Linked DNA regions of Mus musculus: region 1 is linked to region 2. The links are chromatin contacts, called in public Hi-C maps. All regions are on one chromosome and are shown on one strand. The core of a region is the stretch at or near the end of the contact, and the rest is flanking DNA. Distances in the headings are between cores, read along the strand shown. Region 1 overlaps Tenm4 (teneurin transmembrane protein 4). Region 2 overlaps Tenm4 (teneurin transmembrane protein 4).

Region 1 (4,089 bases), core at 572-3,071, 67 kb before region 2:
AGCTCAGGTCAGCTTTAGAGGACGCACTGGGGGCATCTTGTGAGAGCAGAAAGAGTGTCCAAAAGGTTTTGAGTTGATTTCAGCCAGGTGTGAAGACTGTGTGTGAACAACTGACAGGCGAAAGTCTGGGGCTTGACTGAGTGGTCCAAGAGCTCAGGCAGCCCATTGTGGTACATGCAGAGGGAAAGGTAGATGGGGTAGGGGTGTCGGGGTGTGGGCTAGCGCAGCTGCCCACTGGGAGAAAGGGGAGGTTCTGCTGACTCGGGGCATCTGAAGTGTCACACACATTAAACAATTTATTATGTACACAGCATTGAGGGTAGCATAGTTACCAGCAGTTCTCAAAGCAGTAATACCTGGGAACCGATTAGAACTGCATGTTCTGGGGCTACCCTCCAGGCCTGCTTATTTGGGAATTCAGGGGGAGGGGGAGGTGCTATACGTTCATAAACTGCAAGTCAAAGCTTGAGAAACATTATAGAGTACAGAGTGCTAAGCTTTGGACAGCAGTTAAGGGTCTGGGTTGGCTGGGCTGGGCAGAGGGGGCATGGTGTTCTGAGCAGTGAGCTACTTTACATACATCCTTCTTTAAGTGACACAAGAAGAAATCGACCAGGAGGTCTGTGTCACCATGCCCTCATGGAGAGGCACGATCTGGCGTGCAGAGTACCTCAGTGACCAAAGGTCAGGTCGTAGCACCGGAACCCCTGTCCATGCTGAGGTGGCTCACAGTGGAGGGCTGCGCTGCTGATGCTGCCTGTCACTTCTGCCGTGATGTCTCCATCCAGCCTGCATGGAAGGAAGGGGCCTATTATAGCTTGACCCTCCTTTCCCTAGAGCTTAGCATGGGCCAACCTGGGGTCAATGAGAGTGGGATGGCATTCCTGACTTAGAAGGACGGTTGTTTGAATTTTCATAAAGTTTGCCACATACACCCGGGAGCTGGGCTCAGTAAATAATCTCTTCAAGACTACCAGCATTCACCCCTGACACTGAGGTCTCATAGCTTAAGTGTGCGATTAAAAGAGAGAGGTTCCCACGCACTGTGATTAGAACTACGCTAGATTGGAAAGAAAAGAACACAGCAGGAAAACACCTACACTACTCAAGGAGTTTTTCTCCTCTCTCCCTAAGTTGTACTATGTGGTTATTATCACGTCTCAGTTGAACACGCGCCTGTTAATTTGTAAGGTGCAGTAACTCTGTGGCAGGTCCTGCGTTTGGTGGTGGATGGGGCCAGGTGTTCCTGCCCCTTGGAATCTGTCTTTGAAGCCAGTGAGCATAAGAACCAGGCTAGGACACAGCTTAAGGCAGTTTGGCACTAGCTAAGGTGAGAGCTGCCTCTGTGTGTACCTCATCTTTTAGTAAGTGAGGCCTCTGGTCTTCTGTGATCCTCCAGACACCGCTGTTCATGACAGGTAGGACCTGCAAGGGACTCTGGGACTAAGATGGGGGTCTTCCTCCAGCCCTCCTGGTAACTGCCACTGTCTCCCAACAAAGGCCACTGCACACCTTTAAACACAAAATAGTCTTTTATTTGTCAACGAAGGCTACACGGGATCACTTCTGGTTTTGTTTTTATGCTTTCCCCCCTTTTTTCTAGAAGGTATCTACATCTGCATTTATTTACAGCCTTGTTGGTATTTACACAGTCAAGAATACAGTGTTAGAAACACAAAAGTGTTGAGAAAAAAACTTCTCAAAATTAGTTCCAGACTTCAGGAAAACTATTTCCACATGGTAAGGCCAGAGTCTCCAGTGTTGGTCATCCAGAGGCAGCTCATTATCGTCCTTTGCCAGAGCTGCGGGTTCAGAAGTCCTCAGAATGACGGGCACATTTAGAACAGTGGGGTTCTGGTGATGAGTGGATTAGAGCTGCTGGGAACCACCAGACATCTGTGGGTCAGCTTCTGCGGGGACAGCCGAGCCTGCCCACGGGCAGTCAGCCCTGAACCATCAGCCCTTAGAATCAATCACATTTTTCTTAGGGACTAGGAAGTAGCCCAGTCTCACGCCTTTGGCATTCCCCAGAGGGTAAGAAGTACAACACAGGGCCCCACCGAGGCCTCTGAAACACAACACAGGGTTCCCACCCCATGCTTCCCCACCTTTGATCTTCCACAACACCGTGAAACCGCATAGCCCGCCACTGTTCCGGGCAGTCAAGTACACAAGGCTGGTTTTTGAGAATGATGGGTTGGAGAGGATAAAGTTTCAGTCACCTGAGCAATGAGTCTTTAAAATGAGTTTGCTGTTTTGGGAAGGCTAAATAAAAAGGTCTTGAACCACAGAGTTCATTTTTTACTTCCGTCCCCTCTCACAAAATATAGACAATGGTTTTGACCTAGCTGGGGACGGTGTGCCTCTCGTGGAGGGCTTTTAGTCCTGATGAAGATCCCGGGAGAGAGGAGAGACTGGGACCCCATGGGAGGTGAATCCTCCTACCCCAGAATCGGCATAACCTGGGCTAAGCAGTTGATGTGAGGGATGAAGGACACACTCATCTTTGTGTAATGGGTGATTTAACCCCAAAGCCCAGCCCTCTGCTGGAAGCCAGCCAGCTCATCTCCCCGGGTACAAAGCCCAATGTCACTGCTCTCACCACATCACATGGCCAGCAGAAACACAAGGACTGCAAATGGCAAAGATGTGTTCTAAGATGTCACACTGAAAACCTTCTCTATAAAGGCAGTCACTTAAGTCACAGTTGTAAGGCCCTTTCTTCTTCTTCCCTTGCCTCAAGCCTATAAAGCCAGTTTACTCAGCTTACTCGGCTCTTCTTCATCATCTGCCCCCCTCCCCATGCAATCCCTCTTATTTTCAGGCACTTGTCCAGCCTCAGCAGTCTCCCTTTAGCTTCCTAGGGTTTCTTTCAAGCCCAGCATCCTTCAGTAGAGTCAGGCACTGGTGTGGACCTTGGGCTAGTTTTCCACCAGTGGCTCTGAGCCAAGTGTTAAAGGCTAAAGTGTGGTTTACTATGGAGTCAATATCACCACAATACCATCTAGTGATGCCTGCCTGGGAGATGACCATAAAGGGGGTCTCAGGGTATAAAAGACGAGGTCAGAAACTAATAAAGTCTTGTTTAAGGTCTTGGAGGAGGGGCTGAGGCTGGGGGACTAATTGGCAGTTGTGGAGGGTGGAGAAGGTGGGAACTATGCAAAAGCAATCCTTAGAGGTTCAGAAGCTAACTCCCATCAGAATCACAAACTTCCACCAGTGAGGAAGACCCGGTCACTCTCTCAAGTGGATAGATGTAATGAGTGTCGAAAGAGCGGGAGCTGTCCAGGATGGCATTTTATATTTAAAGTCTCCTAAATGGGCGAAAGGAACTGTGGCCTGTGCCTTTAAACACACCTGGGAGGTGGAATCCAACTGAAAGGAGCCAAGGTCATAGTTCAGGGAGGACAGCATCAGTGTCAAGGGAGGCACATGGCACTGTCTGGCCTACAGCTGAGGTCCTATACAGCTCAGGGATGCTTGCCTGTTTCCTCTCTGGGGTGGCAGTCCAGGAAGAATATGGGATCATTCCTTTTAAAGAAGAATACCCCATATCTCATGGTATTCACTGATGCCTAAAAATATAGTCTTTGAGGGAGGGAGACAACAGAGGAGGAAGTCACAGGCTGGACAGCTACAAGGAGATGGTCCCTTGGGTCACATGCTGTCTCTCTGTCTTATAAGTAAATGACCCCGGCGGATCTCAGCCAATGTCAGGCAGCCAGTATGGGACAGATCAACTAGGCCAACTCACAGGACAACTCTGCCCACAGGACCCTTACAGCAAACGTACATTTTGAGGGGCATATGTCTTCTGGATACAGAAAAACCCATGTGTTTCAGGTCAAACTATTTTCTATCCCACCCAAGAATGATCATACCAGAAGGGGGTCTGCATTACAGCTCGCGCTAGGTACTGTGGGCCTGAGAGGGCATCAAATCTGACCCAGCAGAGCTTTGATCCAGAGGCAATGAGCAACCAGTGGATAGAGCAGGCTGTGGCACACGGTTGCAACAGCGTGACGGATTTTTTTTTTCTTTTTTCTTTTTTTGGAATCAGGAAGAGCACTTAACGAAACACATCCTCTT
Region 2 (3,971 bases), core at 1,331-3,830:
CATGACTACTGACTATCTCTCTCTGAAGCTTCTGGGACCCTGCTCTAATTTAGAAGTTGGAAGGACAATCATCTTGCACAAAGTTCTGACTTTAGCTCTTATAACTGAAAATATGGAGGTAGCCCAACCTTGGCCCCTTTATTTTAATTTTAGGTTTCAGCAGCATGGATGCAGGGTGGCCAGATAACATGTGTATAGTCTGCTTTCCTGGCACTCAGTGTATCTTAGCCCATCACACAGTGCCATAGTGCTTTCTGAGGACTGTTCTGGTTCCTAACCACTTTCCATGCTTGGGCTTTGCTTACTCAGGCCTTTCAATGTATCCTCTAGGCTATGGATAGCTACTGAGGTTTCACAGCCACATTAAGCCCTAGCAGGTTTTGACCTGAAAAGAGGAAAGAAGGAAGGAAGGAAGATGGAAGGAAGGAAGGAAGGAAGATGGAAGGAAGGAAGGAAGAAAAGAAGGAAGGAAGGAAGACACATTCATGAGGGATTCCTCGGTTCTGCTCTGTCTCGGCCACTGTGTGGAACCTGTGTCACAGGTGCTCAGGGGAGACTTACCAAAGGCTTCTGAGAGTCCAAACACCTTCTGGTTGTAGACATCTGTCTTGTCCCAGATGAAGTAATAGGACAGGTCAGGAGCTGCGGCAAACCACTTCCTGAAGAGCCGACCCTCGACTGCCACCATGAGGTGGACCTTCATGAGGTTGAAGGGGATGGTGGGGTGTGTGAGACTGATCCTCAGGACAGACTTATAGCCAGGAGTGCGGCTGCTCAGGTAGCTCAACCTCATCTTGCAGCCAGCGATGACGATTTCCTCTTGCAGGGCCTACAGCGCAGACAGATCATAGTAGGGATGTCACTGTGGGTCCTGGGGGAAGTGACATCCAAGGCCTGTGGCCTTTGGGTGTTCAGGAGGCACAGGAAGAAGCAGAAGGGAAGGCAGTGAAGAGGAGGAGGAAGAATAGCAGGAAGATGGTAGGGAGAGGAGCGGGAAGAGAATGGGAGAGGCAGAAGGAGGACTAGCCCTGGTCTCCAGGGCCAGTTCCTACATGGTGTACCTGCACTAACAAACTCACCTGTGTGAGCCTTGGACCTCTCTCCAGTGCAACATAAATGAAGATATTTTAACATGGGCCTGAGAGGACACATAAGGATACTCAACAATGTATAGCTTTGATTCATTAGCTGTGTCAGTCAGGAAAACTCAAGGAGTCTGGGAATCTGTACTTCCTCACTGGATCAATACCAGTAAGGCCATATATGCAAAGTGCCTAGCCATCATTAGGCAGGACAGGGTATGGCTGGTACCCGGGGAGCTGAGAGCAGGGCTGCCATGAAGAAAGACTAATGTAGGCAGCAATCAGAGCCTGATAGATGATGGTTTCTATCTAGAGCTTTCTTAAAGTAAGATGGAGTTTAAATGTATCCTTTCCAGGACAGTCAACAGAGACCACACTAGGCTGAACAAATACATCATCAGGCCGTGCTTGAGAACCTGACAAAGTCCTGTTCCAATGTCCCAGTTTGTCCCCAGAGAGGAATTTTCAGTGCACAGTGGCTCCCAACCCCAGTGCCTTCCAGATGAGCAGAGAAGACTGAAGAAGGGACCAGTCATTGCAGTCCAGATGATCACCATAAGGCAAACACAGGGGACTGCCATCAGCTCGATGCTCCAGGCTCTTGCTCAAGAAGAGAACATTAAGTCAATTGAGCCTAACATGTCCATTCAAGGGATGTGGCTATTTTTACCCTCTGTTTACAGGGGAGCTGAGCCCTTCTCATTCTGTTTATTCTATAGAAGGGTGTAGATGTTTTGTCTGTGAAGCTTTTTCAAACACAGGAAATGCTATAGATTGGGCTTAATCTAGGGCCGCCTTCCCAGGCCACAGTTTATAGTTCCAGGCAAAGAAGGCTACACCCCCGGGTGAGCCATCGGCAGCGCTTGAGTGCTAGCCTGATGCTCTCATAAACATTTCCCTTTGCTAATGCACCCATCTCAATCTCCACATCCCAGCACTTGCAAACATCAACGACAATGGGACCAGGGAGACAAAGAGTTTGTTTTTTTAGGTGTTTGGTGGGACTAACAGTAAGCAAGGTTTGTGCCCCCACTGGGGCACCCAGCTCAGAGAGCAATGTAAAGAGAGTCTGACCTTGAACCTCATTTGTTGCCCAGTCCCTGCTCCTGGGAAAGGATGTCTAGCTGGAGCCGAGCCAGGGTTGACTAACAAATTACTTCTCTCCAGCAAGCTCTGTCTCTACTGACAAGCATTTCATACAAAAGGTCAGCCTGGCCACTGAGACAGGAGACAGGCGTTGAATCTCTGAGAAGGAGTGAGCTTTCTGTACAGTGAGAATTCAGAAATGGTTATGTTTTTTTATTGGGGACTGACACTGGAAACTACTCAACAGGGGATGTCCAGGGAGATGTGTTTGCTCATCTAGGCGTGAAACACACACACACACACACACACACATGTAAATGTAAATGTATAAATGCTCTGGTCTACCCGCACCAGGGCAATCCATTAACATGCACATTGCTGAGGTCTCACTAGGCAGGCAGGTGACCTGGTGACCTGGGCTTCTCTGGGCTTCTGTGCTGCTGTTTCCCCCTCTTCCTCTGGCCTTCTTTTCTGCCTACAGACATCAGACTGGGGATGATGGAGGAGATCCAACTCAGAACGGCTTTGTTAGGCAAAGAATCTATCTTAATTTTCATCAGATTAAAATACATTTTTTCTCGATTACTTCCCTTTAATGATAATGAAGTAAACCATTTGCGTGTGTAGATTTGATCCAAAGCAATCCTTAATTGGCATGAAGGCAGCATGTGTTAAATAATCTTAGCAATAATAATAGCTAAAATTTATCGAGCACTTAGTAGGTATCAGACATCGTGCTAAGTACCTCATGTTACATTTTTCTTATTTACTCTTTATTAAAATGCTTAATACTTGGGGTCCCATGGCTTATTCCTATTCATAGAAACTATTATTATAAGTACTTAGAGCAGAAATACCAAGAGAGGTGAGATTCTGAAAGCTGAAGAACAAAGAAGAATGAACAGGGAGACAGGGTAGGAAGAGCCAAGGAGTTTATTGCAAGCCCCAGTGTGCCAGGCAGACTGGAGGCATGCACCAGTCTTTAGCATGAAAGATAGTCTTTATATTCTGATGCCATGCCCATGGTGCGATTTGGTAAAGTGGGCTTTGGGGGGAGGGTCTTACCCAGGCCCGTACAGGCACTTTCACTTTTGCCATTATCTGTGAGATTATCTTCTGCCCCCAAATAAAAGAAAAGAATAGCCTGATGTCGTCAAGGAGCCTGGGTACCTGGATTTCTGGGACAATGGGGCCTTTCTCAGCACAGGAGCTGGCGAAGGATGTCAGTGGGGATGGAGAGACCACAGGGTTGGGACGGGCAAAGTTGCTCAGGTCACAGCTGGGGATCTCATTCTCCTCGTGTCTCATGACGATGGTTTCCATGACAAAGAAGCGATCCCAGGGTAGCCAGAGGGTATGCTCCTGTGTGATGAAGGGTGCCCTTTCGAATCTCAAGATGATGGAGATGCCGCCATTTGTGACCAGGTCAAAGCTGTGGGTGGGGGACAGTAACGGCAGAAATAAGATGAAGAGAACCGAGATCCTGAAAGTCACAGGAAAGGGCTGAGAACTTGGTGAGTGCTACTCTGACACCCAGAGACCGGATTGCAGTCACAAACAGTGACAATGACCCTGGAAACCTTTAGCTGTTGCTACAAGATGATTGGCCAGAGAGAGTTTACAGATGCCAAATTAGCCACTGCAGCAGGAGCTGTTTAGCAGAACCCAGGGCAGCTGGTGAACCTCTGCTGTGGAGCGCCTGGTGCTGTTACTGTGTCAGCCAGAGCCCACAAAGAGCCAGCAGAATGAGATTGAATAAGTGTTCCCTGGGCATTATTGAGCCCTGCATTGAATCCTTATTGC

What was found. Hi-C and Micro-C count contacts between places; a contact is called where the count stands out from the background.
Region 1: a Hi-C map of the N1E-115 cell line shows a contact between it and region 2, with 5 times the contacts expected there. The contact joins two enhancer-like sites. A contact is called at or near these places in 3 of 39 promoter capture datasets (cranial neural crest, pre-B cells and stem cell-derived epiblast-like cells), 1 of 15 datasets of contacts at CTCF or cohesin (embryonic stem cells), 14 of 484 Hi-C or Micro-C datasets (3T3-L1-derived adipocytes, the N1E-115 cell line, bone marrow-derived macrophages and 7 more), 2 of 115 datasets of contacts at active chromatin or transcription factors (embryonic stem cells and microglia) and 1 of 9 other capture datasets (embryonic stem cells).

What each region holds. Positions count from the first base shown.
Region 1 is chr7:96,908,518-96,912,606 of GRCm38.p6, reverse strand. Tenm4 (teneurin transmembrane protein 4) reads right to left here. Exons shown (of 33, transcript NM_001310762.1): 33 at 1,514-4,089. Among named protein-coding and RNA genes, the nearest start is that of Gm22226, 9.5 kb to the left of the region's middle. Within about 2 kb of position 1,821, at least 14 of the 459 cell types and tissues checked have an H3K27ac peak or open chromatin away from gene starts, as enhancers often do. A contact at or near this core is called in the N1E-115 cell line, where this site is marked.
Region 2 is chr7:96,842,555-96,846,525 of GRCm38.p6, reverse strand. It overlaps Tenm4 (teneurin transmembrane protein 4), which reads right to left. Exons shown (of 33, transcript NM_001310762.1): 21 at 3,339-3,600; 22 at 562-829. Among named protein-coding and RNA genes, the nearest start is that of Gm15413, 43 kb to the right of the region's middle. Within about 2 kb of position 2,580, at least 7 of the 459 cell types and tissues checked have an H3K27ac peak or open chromatin away from gene starts, as enhancers often do. A contact at or near this core is called in the N1E-115 cell line, where this site is marked.